Regions from separate parts of the Zea mays genome. Here region 2 is linked to region 1. The links are chromatin contacts, called in public Hi-C maps. All regions are on one chromosome and are shown on one strand. The core of a region is the stretch at or near the end of the contact, and the rest is flanking DNA. Distances in the headings are between cores, read along the strand shown. Region 1 overlaps LOC100193271. Region 2 holds the start of LOC103652830 (non-lysosomal glucosylceramidase).

Evidence for each region. Hi-C and Micro-C count contacts between places; a contact is called where the count stands out from the background.
Region 2: a contact with region 1 is called in a Hi-C map of ear, with 2.6 times the contacts expected there. The contact joins the promoter of LOC103652830 here to the enhancer-like site in region 1. A contact is called at or near these places in 5 of 25 Hi-C or Micro-C datasets (ear, leaf and tassel).

The regions. Positions count from the first base shown.
Region 1 is chr4:11,658,913-11,664,872 of Zm-B73-REFERENCE-NAM-5.0, forward strand. It overlaps LOC100193271, which reads left to right. Exons shown (of 11, transcript NM_001138418.1): 7 at 1,188-1,259; 8 at 1,332-1,405; 9 at 1,505-1,646; 10 at 2,350-2,428; 11 at 3,334-3,632. The coding sequence ends at 3,431. Among protein-coding and RNA genes, the nearest start is that of LOC100193271, 27 kb to the left of the region's middle. Within about 2 kb of position 3,834, at least 8 of the 20 cell types and tissues checked have an H3K27ac peak or open chromatin away from gene starts, as enhancers often do. A contact at or near this core is called in ear and tassel, where this site is marked.
Region 2 is chr4:11,826,410-11,832,369 of Zm-B73-REFERENCE-NAM-5.0, forward strand. LOC103652830 (non-lysosomal glucosylceramidase) reads left to right here and starts at 2,832. Exons shown (of 20, transcript XM_008679807.4): 1 at 2,832-3,155; 2 at 4,071-4,172; 3 at 4,833-4,943; 4 at 5,055-5,111; 5 at 5,238-5,308; 6 at 5,848-5,947. The coding sequence starts at 4,095.

The DNA of each region.
Region 1 (5,960 bases), core at 2,584-5,083:
ATCATAAATGCTATATACCTACTCTAGTGATGAAAATGTTGGATATTCCTAAGAATAACTGAGACAAAGCTGGGTCCACTCCTGGCTCTAGCAATCATAGTTGTTAAGGCGTCGCTTAAGCGGTAAGGCGAGGTTTAGGGGCAAGGCGTCCGCCATTATGGCCCTTTATTTTCCCTCTACTTTAATATATGGGTGCGCAGTCCTCCTGCGCTCTTTCGAAAAAAAAAAAAAAAAAAGGCGTCCGCCTCGCCTTGTGGCCGTGACTAAGGCGTCCGCCTTAGACAATAAGGCGTTGCCTTAGCACCTTGAGTGTCGCCTTAGCGACGCTTTGCGGACGCCTTGGATGGCTGTCCTCCCTCAGTGTGCTCTCTTCCCTCTCTGCTCTCCCCCAGTGCGCTATCTTCCCTTCCCTCTCTGCTCTCTCTGTTATCTCCCCTCTCTGCTTTCTCTGTTCTCTCCCTCTCTGCTCTTTCTCTGTTTCAATTAACTCAGTTTCAGTTAAATGCTAGTGTTCTTAGTTAGTTAACTCAGTTTTAATTGATTTATGTTGAACTTGTACTCCTATTTGCTACTATAATATTATTATCCCTAACTATTTGAGACTATATTCCTATATATTCAATTTTTATTGCCTATTTTTGTATATTACTAAGGCGTCACCCCGCCTTACGCCTTATCACTTAAAAGGTAAAAAGGGGGTCGGTCGCCTTACCTCGCCTTGCCGCTTTAACAACTATGCTAGCAATACCTAAGCCTGTTGGTGGCTGGATATGCCAGCACTCTAACAACCCAACATATAGACATATTATTACTATTTAGTGATGCCAAACCATTCTTGGAATATCTCAATGAATTTGGAAATGATCGGTTTCATAGAATCAATTGGAGTAGATGATACATCAACCAACGACTTTTGCAATCCTACTACACGAGTGTAAACAAAATAGCAAGTTTTTGTTACTTATCTACAAAAAAGAAAATCTTCATGCGTGGATCTCAACCAAGTGCACAAAAGATAAGAAATCAATTCAAACTGCAACACCACATAGTTGCCAAACGCTCAAAACCGCAAAAAGAACCCTATGCCCATTGAAGTCTGGATGGATGAAGGCACACAAAGAAAATTCCAATGTAATTTTGAAATTTTGATCATATTACATGTCAAATGAATTTGTTACTTCTTGCAGAAAATTATCGAATATCTGAGGAAGGATGGGAAGCTACTTAATCATTGTGGAATGACACCACAGAAGCTCCCTGTATGTGCAAGATGTTGAATAGGTTGCTTGCTTTGCTATTGGTTTGACTGTCTGACCATTTTATGTCTTTAGGACCTTGTTGAACATAATCCACTTATAGCTGTCGATGTTCTTTCAAAGCTAATCAACTCTCCGGACGTGGATGCGTACACATACTAGCCTTTTCATCTGTTTTATCTTTATCCTTGTAATTATTGTGCTTTTTTCTGCATGCCAGATTTCACACTTGCCTTATTGTTCAACAGATACTTTGATGCTATTGTCCATATGGATATGAGCTTGCATTCAATGGAAGTAGTAAACAGGCTCACTACTGCAGTAGTTTTACCACCAGGATTTGTTCACGACTATATCTCAAACTGCATTCGATCATGTGAAGACATTAAGGTTTGGTTCTTAACCATGCTTTCCATCTTTTTTGGTAGATCAACATCTTTCGGTAGTCATGGTAACATGATTCCAGCATCAGTTCTGGGTTGCTAAAATGTTTTCTGTTGGGTTTGAGCACGAATTGTGTTCAATCAAATTCTGATTATCCCAGGAACATGACGTTCATTTATATATAAATCAAAAGTATTGCATAATATATGGACCTAAGGCCATCACCAGGAGATTCTCTATCCCATCCCTTATCTCATTCTCTATTTCAAACTTCACTCTTCAAACAGTGTAATCTACAGTTTCGCGCCCCCTATTTTACCATATCCACTGAAGATAGCTTAACATCCATTCTTCAATACAAAATGCAACCATCTCCAGGTGGAATCATGGCATCAATTTTTGCTTCAGGGGCCAAATCCACATGAAACTTTTTTGGGATGTATAATTCTGAGTTACTGATGCTCACTATAATATTTGAACTTCAAGTTTAAATGTCTATTGAGTACAGCCATCTATTTACTCCTGATGTACGATGATGGAGTATTTCTATTTCCTATTTCCTGCTTGCTTCCTATACATGCTAAAATGAGGGCCCACTTTTGTTTCTGTTGAATATTTGAATGAAAACTGAATATTTAAGTGTGTAAAATGATACACATGGCACTTTGTTTAAGTGTTGATAAACCTTCTTAACTAACATTGTTTGCAGGACAAGTATATGCAAAATAGACTAGTGAGACTAGTATGTGTCTTTCTACAGAGCCTCATTCGGAACAAGATAATAGATGGTGAGTGTATCAATGTGCAATTCTCATACTGCACTGTTAGTGCAGTTTCTCTATTATTATGCCACGAACATGTCCAAATCATTAGAGATGTCTGTAGTTGTACAATATTAGAACTTGCGTTTCTTTGTAAGCTACTCAGTTTTATACTTTTATTATCGATCTAATCTAAAGTAGTATAATTAACACTTCACAAATCATCATACTTTATCTGCTAGGAAAAATAACAAGCTTTCATGCACATCCGTTGAGTTTTTACTTTGATGGTCCTTCCTCATTATGTATCTGTTGTAAACTCGATGGTTGCTGAAAATTTGTGTTCCAGTTCAACATGATTAATTGTTCATTTATCTGTTTATGTGGCATAGTCATTAGTAGGGAGGTGCCTCGTTGTAGTTGTCACTTACCCGAGGTTTTGAAAGTTTTGGCTCTTCCATAGGAAGGTTTCAAATGGAATATAAACTGGTGTACTTATTGTATGTGAAAAAAACTGTGTGAATTGCATGACACCGAAATAAGTTCCCTTCTGCAACCCAGTTGGAAGAATCATAGAAGCATGGTTAGGAATCCCTCACCCCAAAACCGACTGAAATTTTAAGTGATTATTTTTTTCTGTCACCTTTTGATGTTTGGGTGTAGCAAAATCTGTTCACAAAAAAGATGGAAAAAACAGTCTTTTGGGCTCTGAGCTTGGGACTTCAGATTATCTGAACTTGCTTTGAGGGAGAAATATTGGTTTCTTTCACTGTTCATAGAATAATTCTATTTCACACATATTGATTTTTTTTCTTCATTTGAGGGTCTGTTGATTTAGAGTTTGAATTGTGGTCATCAATGTTATTACTTATTCTGTTATTGACTAAGACTGAAATTCCAGTGTGAAGGATGACATTTTTGGTTGTGTGCAGTGCAAGATCTCTTCATCGAGGTGCAAGCATTTTGCATCGCCTTCTCGCGAATAAGGGAGGCAGTGGGGTTGTTCAGGCTCCTGAAATCTGTAGAATGAAGAGCGCTCTGCGATCTGTTGGCTGCTGGATTCTATAAATAGAAACTTCCATTGTGTACATTCATGGCTCTGCTTTTGTTTTTCCAGCGTCCAAGAGTTGAAAAGATGTGGTGGCCTTGGTCCAGGGTTGGGTGTAAATGGTATGGATATTTTCCGATGATATTCGATATCAAATCCAATTAGGCCTAGTTTGTTTTCGCCTGAACAGCCCGTTCTGGGCCTCTTTCTGGGTGGAACCAATCAGCCTGGTTTGGTTTAGTCTGATATAGTTTGCTGGAGCTGTTCGTTTGTCTTGGGCCACAAAGCCGCCTGTTTTTAACTCCTCTGCCTCAAATCCTTAGCCCAAAATGAACCCAGGTGAGCAACCATTCGGATTGATTCCTGTGCTGGAAGTTGGCTGCCGACCAGGAATGAGTGACAGCTTATGATCCACTCAATCCTGGGCTGGTTTGGTTCCTGGCTTGCTTCAATCCTGGCCTGCCAAACAGGACGAGTTCTCTAGAGTTTGGATATTCAACTTATCTGAATACTCAAATTGCTATCGTATATTTATGATATCGATATCCAGTTGTATCCTATCCGATATAGTTGACACTATCCAAATTTGAACATGATTCGAATGGCAAACAAATATAAACAATATTTGATCCGTTTGCATCACTACTTTGGGTCCTTGGTCGTCCATGAATCAACAGGCAGTACGCAGCAGCCCGGGCACATGAAGTGAAGCAATCACGGAGCCTATTTCGCCATGCTTGGAGTAGAGAAGCGTCACAGTTGCTGTCACTCACATGGGAGGCACAGGGTCCATGCGGCTGACCGAGTTGCCGTCCAATCCGCGGACATACGTCGTGGCTGCACGCCGGCACCGGGAGGCAAGCAGGGAAGAATCCCATTTCCCTGTGCTCCGCTTCGCAGCATGGTAATATTCCTGCTGTGCTGCTTATGGTTGCGCCAACCATTTTGAAGACGATAATACGCTAAGAGCATCTCCAGTAGTTTTGTAAAAAAAAAACTCTCTAAAAACAGATGTGGAGAGTTGCTAAATGATAGTAGGGTTTAAAAAATATATGTTCTCTAATGGTTCTCTATTTTAGCTACCAAATTAATATTTCAAAGTATGTCAGCTAGAAACTCCTCTCGCTCTCATGTTTTAAAACGTTTTATGTTCTTCTCATCAGACATGATATTGTTTTTGCAATGATTCTAAAATTATGTGTACAAAACAAACGCAAATATCTTTTCCACGTAGAAATAAAAAAGTGTAACTTGCAACAAAATTCTTTTCCCGTAGTAGCCCCAAGTTTATTAATAAAAAATAAAAGAGAATAAAAACAGAACACATATAACACTAATTTCGCATGAAAGTGTTTTTAGGAGTCCCTCACGGGTTGCCAAATGTGAGGACAAAAAAGGATAAAATAGCAATTTCTTAAATTTAGCAACATCGTTTAGAGTATCATTGGAGACGTGTTTTTTTCTAATAACTTCTTAAACTGAGATTTAAGAACCTTTTTACATAACAGTTGGAGATGCTCTAAAAAGCTATTCCACTGCTGCTCACCCTCGATGATGAAATTTCTGTGAGAAAAAAATATAATATCACGGTAACTGATTTTCTGCATTGCTTCCTCCTTATTTTTTTGGGCCTTGGCAGCAACAAAGTTTGTCAGAACAGATGTGCTTTGTGTTCCCTGCAAAATGCCAAAGCACGCGTAACCGCCCATCAGCGCCCCTTGATTATCAGTTGAGAGCGGCAAGCACAGGGGCACACCAGAACATGACCTAAACTAATCGCTGCCATGCTTAATCTGTCAAAGACTATAAAGGCCTGGTGCAATGCATCAGTTTGCTAGTTGACGGCATAAAACACTTCCAGTGGCTACCAAATGCTAGCTTGATTTGGTCGATCTTGGCACTTTAATCAGCGGCTTAATCAACTGTATTGCTTGTTCCAGCGAATATTTTGGAACAATAGGAATTTGTTTTTGTTTCGGAAAGTAATAATATTATTGCTTCCTACTGCCAACCACCCCTCCAATACTCACTCCATATTTTTTACAGGGCAATTTGTTTTTCAGGACAACGTTTTGACAAACAGTTACGCTATTAATATTTTATTTATTTGATACAAAATCATAACCATAGTAAATAATTATTTCGAATACTAATCTGATAATACCATTTTTGTTTTACACAAGATGATGTATTATTAGAATGGTTATTGGTCAAATCTTGTCCCAAGGAGTATTAATCACTAAGGGCTAGTTTGGAGCCACAAAACCTGAGGGAATTGGAGAGGCTAAAATTCTCTCCTTATTCAATTTTGAATAAAAAAGGATTTTAGTCTCTCTAATCCTCTCTGGTTTTTGGACTCTCAAACTAGCCCTAAATGCACTTTGGATACAAGCAGCCTAAAAAGGTAAACAGATTAATGTCATGATTCCCTTTGGCCCAAGGATTTGGCTACCTTTTCATGGACAATTACTTTCGATCTTAAGCAAGTAAATAAACCAAGGAGCAATAGCT
Region 2 (5,960 bases), core at 1,582-4,081, 170 kb after region 1:
ATCCGCGGGCGACGCGTGGCTCGCTCTAACGGTCGGCAGGGGGCACCGGACTGTCCGGTGTGCACCGGACAATGTCTGGTGCGCCAACTGCCACCAATCTGCAACAGTTGGCTACGCCCGATTTGGAAGGGAATCGGGCACCAGACATGAATAGTAGCTGTCCGGTGGCACACCGGACTGTCCGGTGCGCCACCCGACAGAAGGCAACTTTGGCCTTTCAAGATTGCCTCCAACGGCTTCTAGCTGCCTTGGGGCTATAAAAGTGACCCCTAAGCGCATGGAGGAGTAACCCAAGCATTCCTTGACCATTCCAAGCACCAAGACTCCATTCTCACGCATTCGATTCTTTGAGATAGTGACTTGAGCTCCATTTGAGTAGAGAACTCCTCGCGTTGTGTTTTGAGCTCAAGTTGTGGCTTGTGTGCGTGATTGTGCTCGTTGTTTTGAGTCTTGTGTGTGTTGCTCTCCCCTCCCTTACTTCCGTGCTTCTTTGTGATCATCAATTGTAAGGGCGAGAGGCTCCAAGTTGTGGAGATTCCTCGCGAACGGGAGAAAGCATAAGAAAGGAAAAACCCGTGGTATTCAAGTTGATCATTGGATCACTTGAAAGGGGTTGAGTGCAACCCTCGTCCATTGGGACGCCACAACGTGGAGTAGGCAAGTGTTATACTTGGCCGAACCACGGGATAAACCACCATGTCTCTTGTGATTGCTTTTCTGTGATATCTTGGGTTAACAAGAGCTCGCTTCTTAGCTATACTAACACTTAACCAAGTTTTGTGGCTTTAAGTATTTGATTTTTACAGGATCACCTATTCACCCCCCTCTAGGTGCTCTCAGTATCACTACTTATAAGCTTGAGACACATAAATTTCTCTATAGAGTAAATTATTTATGAAGGATTATTTCTAACATTGCTAGAAAGCTTAACACTTTTACTCCTGTCCTTCGGCTTATGAACAATATCGATTTCACTTGAGGGGCAGTATAGCAACACACATTTAACATAATAAAGGAGTACTTGTCTTCGGTTCTGGTGCTTAAGACACTAAAATGTAGATTTTCTTTCAGGTTATATATAGCAGCAGAAGACAAGGTCATTGGAGCTGGTTTGACTCAGGAGACCGAAGGGAAGGAGCACATCATAGCATATCTGAGTCATTAGCTGGTGGATGCTGAAATAAGGTATACATTTTTTGAGAAATTATAATTATGCTTGTTTTATGCATGTACCAAGCTTAGGTATTATCTTCGTCTAGCTCTTGTATTGTTGCTTCTACAGATGTGATTAAATGCATGTTGCAAAATCCAACTATGAGTGGTAGAATTGGTAAATGAGCTTATACACTTATAGAATATGACTTGGTTTATGAGTCTTTAAAATATGGTAGAATTGGTAAATGAGCTTATACACTTATAGAATATGATTTGGTTTATGAATCTTTAAAATATGTGAAAGGCTAGGTTGTAGCTAATTTTATTATAGAACATCAGATTACTGATTCTTGTGAGCTAGATATGTTCTATAATACTATTAGCCCCGGGACAATATTTTGATGGATCGACTTGCAAAAAAGGACAAGGTATTGGCATAATACTTATTTCGCTAAGAGATACCACCTTTGATTTCTCTAGTCGATTGGAGTTTCATCGCACTAATAGTGAAGCTGAATATGAAGTGTTGATATTCAGTTTGGAACTATTAAAATATATGGGGGTAAGACATGTGAAAGTTTTTAATGATTCTCAATTAGTAGTCCAATAGGTTTTGAGAGAATATTAATATTTACATAGTACTTAATAGTTATCTTGAAAAATATAGGGACATAATTTGTTCATTTGATGACTTAGACATTCATCATGCATTTAGGATTGAAAATTTTAGAGCTAATAATTTGGCACAAGAAGCTTTGGGGGTATCAGATAAAGAGACAAAAGCTTCATATTTTTGAAGATTCGATAGTCAAGGTTGTGAGCATGTCAAGGCTACATGTGCCAGACAGTATGATGAGGTCGTCGAACCATTTGCAGTGTATGAGCTGGATTGTCTGGGAAAGTCACTGGACCGTCAATCGAACAAAGACGTTGCTGCGATGGTTTTAACTAATTCTACTAATAGTAGGGCTGATGCTCTTGATAGAGGATACCCCTGATCACATATTTACAAGATCCTAATGTTAGAACAAAAAGGAGTATTCGACGGACAACTTTTAAGTATGTTATCATTGCTGATGAACTTTATCATTGAACTCCTAGTGATGTTATGCTTAAGTGCATTTATTGTCTCTTAACTGCATTTATAATCTAGAGTCTCAGAGTTTTATCATACAACCTTTTACTTGTCTCTTAGGTGTGTTTGATTGAATAGTCAAATAGAATGAAGTGGTTCCATTCTAGTAATTGAGAATGGAGCCGCTCTATTCTACGTTTGGCAAGAAAAACAGAGCCGCTCCATTTTTTGTTTGATTGAAGAGTATAATAGAACAGAGCCGCTTCATTTTTTGTTTGGTTGATAGCTGTATGAGTGTAGAGAGGAGGAGCAGGGTAGAGTGCTCGCGTCTGAGAGAGCGCTCACATCCGGTCGTTTTTGTGGAGCGTGAACATTCCAACTATTTATGGTAAATTTCTATATAGAGATCCAGGAGCCGCTCCGTTATTATTTTATTGGAAACCAAAACTAGATCTATAGGTTATGCATGCCCTCATCAGACCAACTGTAGATAGAGACCACACTTTCTAATTCTACCTATGAACATCACATATGTACAATCATGAAACATACATGTAAATGAAACATGACACACAATTATCTCATACCGCAAAACTAGATCAGATCACTGTCCCCGTCCCATCAGACATACGGTAAAAAACAGTCGGTATTTTGCTAAAGTAAAGTCCCTTCCACCTTACACGTGCGCAGTGCGTCCACTGTCGTGGGCCCTAGAAGACGAATCGCTCCTGTCACGCTGTCTGCTCCCACAGGCAACAGCCACGTCTTCCGCGCCGCAGTGTCCGATCGATCGATCCCTTCTAGGGGAGGGGAATTCAGGACAGGAGGAGGCCAGGTTCTCGCCCCGCAATAGGACGCCGATCGATTCCGGATCTTAGCTCGAGAGCCCGGTGCCCCCTTCTCGGTGCTCGTTGCAGGATTTTCGGTACTGTTCTCGCGGTGGCGTCCCACGGGATCGCGCCTTCCTTCCTCCTCTATTTTATGTTTTTGGCTGGCTCTTGGAATTTGGTTGGAGAGTCGGGGATGGATTGCTTATTTTATTTTGCTATGCAATATCTTCCCGACAGGCCAGGTATTTAGGAGGAAGACCTGATTTGTCCTTCAGCTAACAGTCAACACTGAAGGTTCACTTGGGCAAGCAATATAATTTTTCCTTCTATTCTAGTACGATTCACCTCTAGCGACTTATGACTTTTGTGACATGTTTATTTATTCAACATTCCGTTTGATTCCATGTGTTGAATTTGTTTCAATCAACACTGCGTATCATCTTTATACAACATTGCTTCATACACCTTATGATCTGTCTGAAATAAATTTGGGTTATGTGTTATTGTAACGTAAAATTGACACAAACTTGATTCCATATGCTTCAACCAAATGGTTTCTTTGCCTATCTTTACTCATCTGCAGTTACAGGCTTACAACACCTCAGTGATATTTCTCTGATTTAAAGCAAACTAGACTTAGTGAATCCTTTCCCTTTGAGATATCAATTCGCCAGATTGGTTCTTAGACCTTGATCAATGTTTGAGCAATTATTTATTTGACCTTGGTATACCTTCCTGACATTGTGTCTCACTGTTGTTGCTTCTACATGCAATATATCTATCAGCGGTATTAAAGCATCATCTTTTTTTTTGTTTCTATTTTGGACACATTTCTGAATTCTGATGTATTTCCTGATCAGATATCCTTAATTTGCCTTTCTGTGTGATTTGAAATGTCTTCACGCTCTGTCACATTAAATATCCTGTAGTTTGTAAAATTCTTTTGTTGATGTTTATGGTCAGATGAATTTAACAAATAATTGCTTGAGTGAATGTTCACTTGTTTGCAGGGGTAGTCCAAAGAAATAAGAAACATGCCAGAGACTTATGTTGATGAGCAACCAAAGGGTGTGTCTCGGAATCGTCCACCTGCACATATGAATGGTGATGAAGTGAGCTATTCCTTCTTATATTCATATAAAAGCTCCTGCTACATTATATGATGTTGACTTTATGAAAACTGAATAATTTAATCAGTCACATCACAATTGTGCTTGCCATTAACAATCCAATTTTTATTTATGTAAGTATAAAACACTTAATTTTATGTGTTGATGTATGATCAATCTGTGCATATAATTATGAATAATAATTTTGCCCATATCTTTATTACCATGATTCCAGTTAGCTCTATTAACTTATAATTTGAATGGTTCTATCAACAATCTGGAAAAAGAATATGAGTACTATTCATCTGGCGAAAGGGTCTCTAGCTGAGTTGGTTAGGTGGTTTGAGTAGCACTCCTCAGTCTTGAGTTCGACTCCCCGTGGGAGTGAATTTCAGGCCAGGGTTAAAAAAATCCCCTCATCTGTCTCACTCCAAAGCACAGGTCTAAGGCCTGGCCCCGGCCATCACATTGGCTATGGTGCCGCTGTGTATGAGTGGGATAGGGGTTCGGGGGTTTCTCGACCTGTGTGAAAATGTCTTCTTCTCAATACAATACTCGAGGGTTGTCTTAACCCTGTAGGTCGAGTACTATTCATTTGTATTCCTGACTTATTAAGATCTCCCATTGTATTTTGGGTTCAAATGCGGTATTCTTTGATGACAGGAAAAGGTTTATCCTGGCCAACTCCCAGTGTTGACCTGGGAACATAAGCTAACCCATGTTAGACATGATTTGCCGCCATTCAGACTTACATGGAGAGAGATAATGCAGCTGGTACTTCTTTTACACTGCATAGCCTAGCCTATTCCACTGCCCCCCTCCCCTTCCCCCACTCACCACAACACACCTACACACACATACTTAATCTTCATCTTACCATTGCAGGCTGGTATTGGTTTACGTCTTAGTCGACATATCCTTGAGGAAACTTCAAAAGGGCGAGTATGTTTCATTATTTTCACATGCTCATGGATAATAACAAATTATTATGTGGAAAATTGAATGTTCCACATGCTTCAGTTTTCACTTGGATACCATGTAAGTTCTAGCTTCGTTAGTTTTCTACAGATTGCTGTTATTGATCCTATGAAAAAGCGGGCTGCAAGATCTGGTCAGGGTGTCCCACTTGGTGGTATTGGGTATATCTTCTTCTCTTTGCGTAATATGTGTTTCCTGTAAATATTGAGTGTATATTCATCAAACTTTTATGTTAAAAGGTCTACCAGGAAACTTATGTTCACCAGATTTACCGTGCTCTTACTGCTTGATACTGTAAAGAGCTTGCGAATTCCCTATGCATCACTTTGTTGCTAAACATGTCTGCATATCATTTGGTAGTTCAAGTGTCATGAAGAAAGAATAAGCATATTATATTTACTTTATTGTTTTTAAATGAAGCTACCTACATTAATTCTCACCTGCCATATTAAACACTACATTGGTAAATCAAGGTTGCTCTCAGCAACTCAGCCATCTGTTTTATTATTTCCCCTTTCGGTAGTGGTGCCACTGTGCCAGGGGTATCACCACACTGAAATATGCAGGAGTGTGTGCCCTACTGGGCAGAAGGTTGATATAAATAACAGTTTCAAGTAGTGCACACACTAAAAATGTTTTCCTCTTGTTCGATGAAGCTTGTTGCCATATTTATGTATTTTCCTGATTGTTGGAAATGTAGTGCAGGAAGTATTGGAAGAAGCTACAAAGGCGATTTCCAACGTTGGCAATTGTTTCCAGGATCTTGTGAAGATAATGCTGTATTGGCAAATCAATTTTCTGTAAGTTTCTAGT